Linked DNA regions of Rattus norvegicus: region 2 is linked to region 1. Evidence: chromatin contacts called from public Hi-C data. All regions are on one chromosome and are shown on one strand. The core of a region is the stretch at or near the end of the contact, and the rest is flanking DNA. Distances in the headings are between cores, read along the strand shown. Region 1 holds the start of Ctsc (cathepsin C). Region 2 has its middle 64 kb from the start of Rab38.

The links. Hi-C and Micro-C count contacts between places; a contact is called where the count stands out from the background.
Region 2: a contact with region 1 is called in a Hi-C map of Schwann cells, with 2.8 times the contacts expected there. The contact joins the enhancer-like site here to the promoter of Ctsc in region 1. A contact is called at or near these places in 4 of 12 Hi-C or Micro-C datasets (Schwann cells, liver and mammary epithelial cells).

What each region holds. Positions count from the first base shown.
Region 1 is chr1:151,438,866-151,442,700 of GRCr8, reverse strand. It overlaps Ctsc (cathepsin C), which reads right to left and starts at 1,652. Exons shown (of 7, transcript NM_017097.2): 1 at 1,432-1,652. The coding sequence starts at 1,603. LOC102554680 (a long non-coding RNA gene) reads left to right here and starts at 2,082. Exons shown (of 3, transcript XR_005499289.2): 1 at 2,082-3,835.
Region 2 is chr1:151,529,003-151,532,837 of GRCr8, reverse strand. No RefSeq gene overlaps it. Among named protein-coding and RNA genes, the nearest start is that of Rab38, 64 kb to the left of the region's middle. Within about 2 kb of position 1,902, at least 3 of the 93 cell types and tissues checked have an H3K27ac peak or open chromatin away from gene starts, as enhancers often do. A contact at or near this core is called in Schwann cells, where this site is marked.

The DNA of each region.
Region 1 (3,835 bases), core at 403-2,902:
TCCTATTCAGCTATATCCATGTATGTTTCACACATTAGTCTCTCTTACTTTCTCTTTCTTTCTTTCAGATTAACACATTAGATGGAGACAGTTGGATTTCATCCCCGACAAGTGGCTTATGTGAGTATTTTACTTATCAAAGTAGGCCTGACCTTCAGGTTCTTCCAGCATCCCTTGGTCCCTACCTGGTGCACGAAGCCCTCTATCCTGAACTTTGCAGCCTTGGAGCAGGGCTGCCCTTCCCCCAGAGGCTCTTCCCTATATAATCCAGACATTTTGTTCTCTTGTCCCTCCTCTCTTCTGACCCTCTGTGAGAACTTTCTATCTCTTCCCCCTCTCCTCTGTCTCCTGTCACAAGGCTGCTTCCCTGGCCAGTGAACTTGCATCCCCTAACAAACGCAGCTTCCCAATAAACCTGAGATAGAGATAGATAGATAGATAGATAGATAGATAGATAGATAGATAGATAGATAGATAGATAGATAGATAAGATAGATCTGTGATCTGGCTTGAATTGGCTTATTTTGCAGGTGGAGAAATAACTTATCAAAAACTTCATGTGATAAGGCAATGCCAACCCTGTCTCTCCCTTCTGCCTCGTCTCCAAGCTCAAATTTAGAAAAGAAACAAACTGTTGTAGACACTGCCCAGGATTAAGCTAAACCCAGTCACCTGGAATTAATTAAATGAATCTTCTTTGGGGGGAGAGGAGGTGGGATATGTGACAGCCTTTATTCTATTCACAAGAAAACTACAGTTTAGAACTGTCTTTGCTACTCAGACTGAGAGGGGAGACCAGAAGTGTCACTCTTGTGACACGCGTACTAGTGATTTCCTAGGTCTGAGGCACGTGGAATGTCCCAGTGTTCACTCACTACATATTCCCTGAGAGCCTTCCATGAGCGTGGCACTAAGTTTGGTTCATTTCCAAACACTACTGGGTAAAGTGTGACAAAAGAAACAGGACAAAGCTTTTGTCTATCTCTTGAAGTCCTTAAACAGAGCAGTCCAAAACGTCAAGGGCAGGAGCAGGTAAAACAGTCCTTTGCAGGCGGTGGGGTTGGGGGAGGGGCAGCTTGCTAGGTCCCAGAGTATGAGCTCAGCACGATTTTTAAAAACAAGAACCTGTCAGACTTGAGTGAAGGATCAAGAAAGCAGATCTCTATTTGCTTGTAAGAAATCAAAGCAAATAAAACAAGTAGAAACACCAGGAGCAAGTTTCCTTGAATATATAAGTTGTGAGATAATCAGGAAAGTAAGTGTAAAGTTAGAAGTTCTCAGCAGCTCAAGTTTCAACTTAGCGGCCATGGCTCGGATCCCCCAAGGGACCGTTCGTCAGCTCTTAACTCTCCAGTCACCCATAAGTGCCGGACCCGCGGCAAGCACCCAGGGACCGAAAAGGACGGGTCGGGATCACAGAAAGCGGCTTACCCATTACCGAGCAGTTAATGTGACTTCGGGGATGTCTAGGGCCCACCTGGAAAACCCAGGTACCCAGCAGGTCAGGGTAAGTGCAGTTGGCAGGAGTGTCGGAGCTCACGGTGCAGACTCCCAAAAGCACCAGCAGCAGGGCGGCGCGCAAGGAGTGGGTCCACGGACCCATGGTTGACGGCGCCCGGAGAGCAGATGGCAGAGAAAACAACAACTAGAACACTACGCGATGGGAGTCAGGCGACCCCTGTGGCTCGCGCCCTAAAATACCCAAGAGCCCGGAAACCCTGGGTCCTGGGGCGGGGTTACAGGACGCTGAGAACAGAACGAGGTGGGGGAGGAGCGGCCAGGCTGGGAGGACAGGGGCTTGGAGTGACTGAGATGTGGGGAGGGCCAGGGTGTGACTAGGTGAGGCAGCACTAGGTGGAAAGAGCTGAGTGAGATAGAATTACCTGTGGCCTGAGGAAGTTAGTGATCCTGTAGGGTGGGGACAAGCACCAGCATGAGGAAGGAGGATAGTGGCCTTTGGGGACCTCTGCCTTTCTTTCACGGGACCCTGAAGCTGAGGACTCTGTTGCTGTGTTTTGTAATGTCAGTGTGATTAAAATAGAATCTACCCTGTGCCAGGACAAGGTTGACAAGAGGCTTAAGTCTACGGAGGCTAATTCTCTTTCCCTTGGTTTTGGCCGCTTTCCTGCATTTCTGACTCCTGTGGGAAAAGTTTACTAGCTAACCTGAGCCACTCGTTTGAGAATTTCTGTTCTATTTCACAACTCTACCTTCCTATCTTCAGGGTTTTGTTTCGCCTCCTGTCTGTCTACTTACCAGAAGATTTCAATTGTAGTGCATATTTACAGGTTTGGTGAATCCGTTTTTTTTCCCCCTCTCTGGAACTTTATAGGATTTAGTTGAATGGGGGTGAGGGGGGTGACAGGGGATGATGACATTGTTCAAGCCTTCTGTTTTCGGAATGAAAGCAAGAGGTAGAGAAAGAGGAAGTAACTTGCTCAGAAAGATGGTCTTCTGAGCTCGGTGTCAGGCTTTCCCCAGGGTGAGTTCCTGTGAGCATGGTTGCACCTTTCCTCCTCTGTGGGGTCTTGCCCGCATTTGTTAAGTAGCAGTCATTAGGGAAGCCTCCTCCTCTGGGGAGAGCTGTTCTGAGTTGCCTGGCTGTTGTTGGCTGGGATCATGTTCTTGCTGAGCTAATTTGAGAATACAGAGATGAACCAGGCAGACTTGATGAGCCTCTTTGCCTTACTATGTTTATGCACTTTTTTAAACCTCATCCTACAGATCACAGGTATTTACACGCAGGCCTTTTTTTTTCTTTCTACTGAGTACAAGCAGTCTGAGGAAGCAATGTGTTTGAAGAGCAAACCACTTCTGTCTCTAAATTCTGATTTAAAAGCACTCAGACTTCTAAGCCAGAAGGCACACTTTGATAGGGGTCCTTCTTGATAACTAAGGGGCTAGAGTGTTCTTTCATATGAAATTAGGCTACAAGAGCTAAATATGGAGGCGCTGACACCTTTTAGATCTTATAAGCCTTTATAGGATTAAGAACTGACATTGTATAATTAAGCTAGCATTTTTAAAAGTCCCATTACAGACTACCATCACTTTCCTAAATTTCTACAGTCTGTCATTCTTGAAACATTAAACATTTTACTAAATGATCTATATTGTAGATGTAAATGTGGGATCTGAGAATTTCTTTGATGGACATAATCAAAGTAGAATACTTACTTATTAGAAAAAATTTAAGCAGCCTTTCTAAAATCAATGATAAATAAAAATTGTGGGTCACTTTGGATTAATGAATACATCCTGATATTAGGAAATGAAGATTTAGAGAGTCAAATCACTTGTTAAATGTCATTGCCAGTTAGGGAGAATCAGCAAGAAACATGTGCAGTTTGCGTGCCCCAAAATTCAGTATATGTTGAATGATAAGAGATAACATGAGTTTCTAAGTACTTGTCCTTGGCCTTCCACAACCATAGGGAGGACTGAGAGGCAGCACTGCAGAGTGTGATTCCTGAAGTGTAGTTCCACGGCCAGTTTATGAGAAATGCAAATCCCTGAGTCTTACCTTATACCTCTGCCAAACCAGATAGTGTTGAGGTAAATTCCAGCAGTATATTTTCAAAGTATTTTAGATGATACAAAATCAATTTGAGGTTTAGGGAATACCACACACAGCACAAGCTGTTGTAGATCTGGTATTGCATCTCCTCCACTTCCTCCTCCCCCCTCCTTGTTTAATCTATAAAATGTACATAATTACACCTCCTATTTCTATCTCACCTGGTTTACAGTGACTAAGTGAGTCAGTGATAGATATCTTCAGGTATCACACATTTGCCACAGTATATATTTATGTATTTATGGTTTTAGGACTGTT
Region 2 (3,835 bases), core at 653-3,152, 90 kb before region 1:
GGTGGGTGGGTGCTTCTTCACAGAAGCGGGAGGAGAAGGAATGGGAGAGGGGGGACTGGGAAAGGGGATAACATTTGGAATGTAAATACATAAACTATCCAATAAAAAAATATTCAGGGTGATTTTACCCTGAAACATGATGACGACGACGACAATGATGACGATAAAAATAAATTCTTCCCTTTGGTCATCTAACTGCTGTTTGGATCTCTCAATGTGCTGATTCAGTTCCATATTGACTGGTCCTACTGACCTCATCAACACATGCTTTCCGACATCTCCCAGTAGAATTAACTGTATTGCTTGGCTCTGCCTCATCCCCTCTGTTTACATTTCTGGGAGTGTTGCTTATCTTTCTTTATCTGGCTCTCTCCTCCTGATCTATTATAATTCCTCTCTTCTAAGAAAGGGAGATTGCATAATAAGTGGGGTTCCCAAAGATTAGGTAGGATGATATTGTTTAAAGCAACAAGCAAAAACTAGCTTCTGCTCTGTGTGCACACCAAAAAAAAAGCAGGTTGCATGACGACATTGACAGAAATATTTTTCAATTATTAGAAAATAGGTTTTTTATTGTTGTTATTCTTTTGTTTTGGTTTTAACCTAGAGTCTCTCTATATAGCCGTGGCTGTCCTGGAACTTAATATGTAGACCATGCTGGTCACAAACTCACAAAGATCCAGGGTTCTCTGCATCTGAGTGATAGGATTAAACTGGTTTTTGGAACAAATCTACGTGCATTTTCAACAACTTTCTTAGAGAGTCTTGTGCTTGATTTCATAGTGGGAAAAATCAGCATTTTTAACTGGGCTGAGTAGAAGCAGAAAATAGAAATAACAAGGAAGATATATAAAAAGAACATTCTAGATAATCAAACAAATACCACACATGTGCTAGATAAACTACACATCAGGTTAGTAAGCTTGTTTTTATTCCTTCATAATAAAATTCATCCACATGATTTCTATTCATAGCCAACATCAGTTAATTACTGTATTGTTTGTAGTTGCTCCTGAGCAGGGTCCGTACAGGTAATTAGATGCTTTACAGTCTTTAGAAAGTTACCTTCATTCCTCTTGGACCATTGATAGCAGCTACAATGTGCATGAGTGAGGAGACATGGTGAGTTATATCATGATTCTAGAGTCAGTGAAGTGAAAAACAGGAAATCAAGATAACTCACACGTGGTTTCATGTTCCTGAAAACCCAACCCCAAGAGCAATAATTTTTTGTCAGAATTACTTTTACTTAAAAAATAGTCTTAATTTTGACATTTGGCCAGGCCAGGAACTTTTAGAAATTGTATGCTTTAAGAAGCTAGATAGAATTTTTAGGAGTTGTCACACTTTGTTCTAGGCGTAAAAGCCTTTCTTCAAATCAGGTCTAAGGGAAAGAATTGATGCTACAGTCTTTGAGCAACAGAATAGCAAAATAAAAAGAACAGAATTTAGAAACACAAATAAAGCCAAGCTTAAAATTCAAAGAGAAGCTGTTTTCCTGTGAATCAGAGGCAGCCATTCACCTGAGAGATCTATGAAAGTGGCAGAGCATGGGTTGGTAACTAAGATTAGTATTTGCAGTGCATTAGCCCTCTCTGAACTAAACATTGGGGAAATGAGTTTGACTCTTGGAAGTGAAAACAATCTGGCATATGCAAAAATCATAGCACATTTCTGAATAATTTACAGTCCAGCAGAGTTGGTTTGCATTGGATTGAATTAGTTAACATTTACAGAAAGAATGGGAGACTAACAGGGGTTGAGAATGTCAGAGGCATTTCTCATGATTACATTTTCCTGTGGGTATTCAAATTTAGCCAAAAATTTACAAGTATTGTTCAAGGAGGAATGTCAGTGTGGAATGACTAGAGAAGAATTTTGCATGAAGGAGTTTTAGTACACTCAGAGTAGGGATCAGGCTGAGTCCAGTGCCCTTAGACTCTGGATGCTTAATCCTTTATTTGGAGTGCATGTTATTCACACATCTTTTCTGTTATTTGGAATCATGTTATGCCACCTTCTAACAACATATGAAGATGTCACATGAAGATTGAGTATTTCAGTCTCTGTGGTCATTGTTTCTTATCACAAATTCACAAACTTATATTTTAGTTTTCTATCTCAATTCTGTGCACTTAACCTGTATTACACTGCCTAAAAGAAGGGGCCGCTCTTGTTTTGCTGGAGAGATTAGCAAAGCTTCCAGTTGTGGAGAATAAGATCACCAAAGCTGTGAAAGTCCATTACTTAGAAAGACCCATGGGATTTTACTTTTGTGTGATAATTTGACATTGCTTTGTTGCTACAATAGATCATTTTTAATCTCACATCCTCATAACCCAATAAGTATTTATTGCATGCCTGTCCAACCTTAAGGAGACATGTTCAGTTGATGTCCTCCTGAAGAAATATCTGAGGTACTGTATGTGAACAAATCACATATTTGGGAGTTGTTCACAGAAAACGTCTAAAATATCAATCAAAATAGTTAAGATTAAGGGCAAGTAGGACTCTCAGCATGAATAGGAAACTCAAAGACAATGTAAACAATGCCACCACGTTACTCATCTCTCTCTCACCACAAAAAAGGAAGGTGTATGTTAATTCTTTAATTGCCACATCTCTTAATTAAAAAATGCTTCTTGATACATTGACTCGACATTGCTGCCATTCTGGTGTCTGATATCCTAGAATATACTTGTAGATGAGAAATGTGTACTGAAAAACAGTGTCACAGAGTAGTGTGATGAATAAGCCAACTTATGTTGTCTTGTGGTAAATAAAACATTTCACACTCCCGAAATATTGATAATGACTGGACATAACTCTAGTTCACTCCATCAGAGTGGTAAGAGTGATGAAACATTCATCTTTGTGATTCAAATCTGGTTCCAGCACATTAGAAGGGAGTGGGGGCAAATCTGAATAGCAATCACAGATCCTCTCTGTTCTCATGTGACTGGAAAAATTGCAGCAACTCATTTTATCAGACCAGTGCTAATTCAGAATATACTACATCCTTGCCTTGCAAGCACACTCTGTTCTAACAGAAATCAAATGTAGGAGTCTGCCAGCAACCCCAGTTTAACACGAGCAAGGGTGCTGGATGAATCATAAGTCCAAGTTTCTCAATAATTCAAGTGCCAGCAGCACCACATTTGTTACAAATTCTCAGTTTTGTTTGAGATTTCTAAAGACACCTCACCCACCCATATTGGTGAGAAATCCAACATCAAACTACTTGGAAGACATTTGGTATAGTTTCCTTTCAGATTTCCTGCATGATGCAAGAATTCTGGCAGGACAGGGGAGTGGTAGGAAAAGTTATGAAGTGGTACTTCCCAGGCATTAAAAATCAAGCAAGGAAAGGAATGCTGTGTACCTTTGCTGGTTATCCACACTCTTTGGGTGTATGATACATTGAAAGTCTATGGTTCTAAAAGCTGGGGTTGAGTCTCCTTGTTTAGTGCTTAACCAAGGCCTTCAGCTTTCAGAGGTGAATCAACCTCTCCTTCACAACATTTCCCAAGGCCACAGTTATCAGTCAATCCTATATTTCTCTTACTCTTTACTGCAGAATCCAATCAGAAATGGGTTCTCATTCACTTTAACCCAAAATTAAAAACAAAAGGGACTTCTGCTTTCTTTGTTCTAGAAGGAGAAAGTTCAGTCATGTCGTTGGAATTAGACTCAGCCTTGATATTTTTTTTTCTCTTTTTAACTTTTTATTGTTTTTTTTTTTTGTGAACTTCACATCATATAGCCCAATCGTACTCATCTCCCTCTCCTCTTGTCCATGCCCCTCTACCCTTCCAACACCTCCCCCAAACAGAGA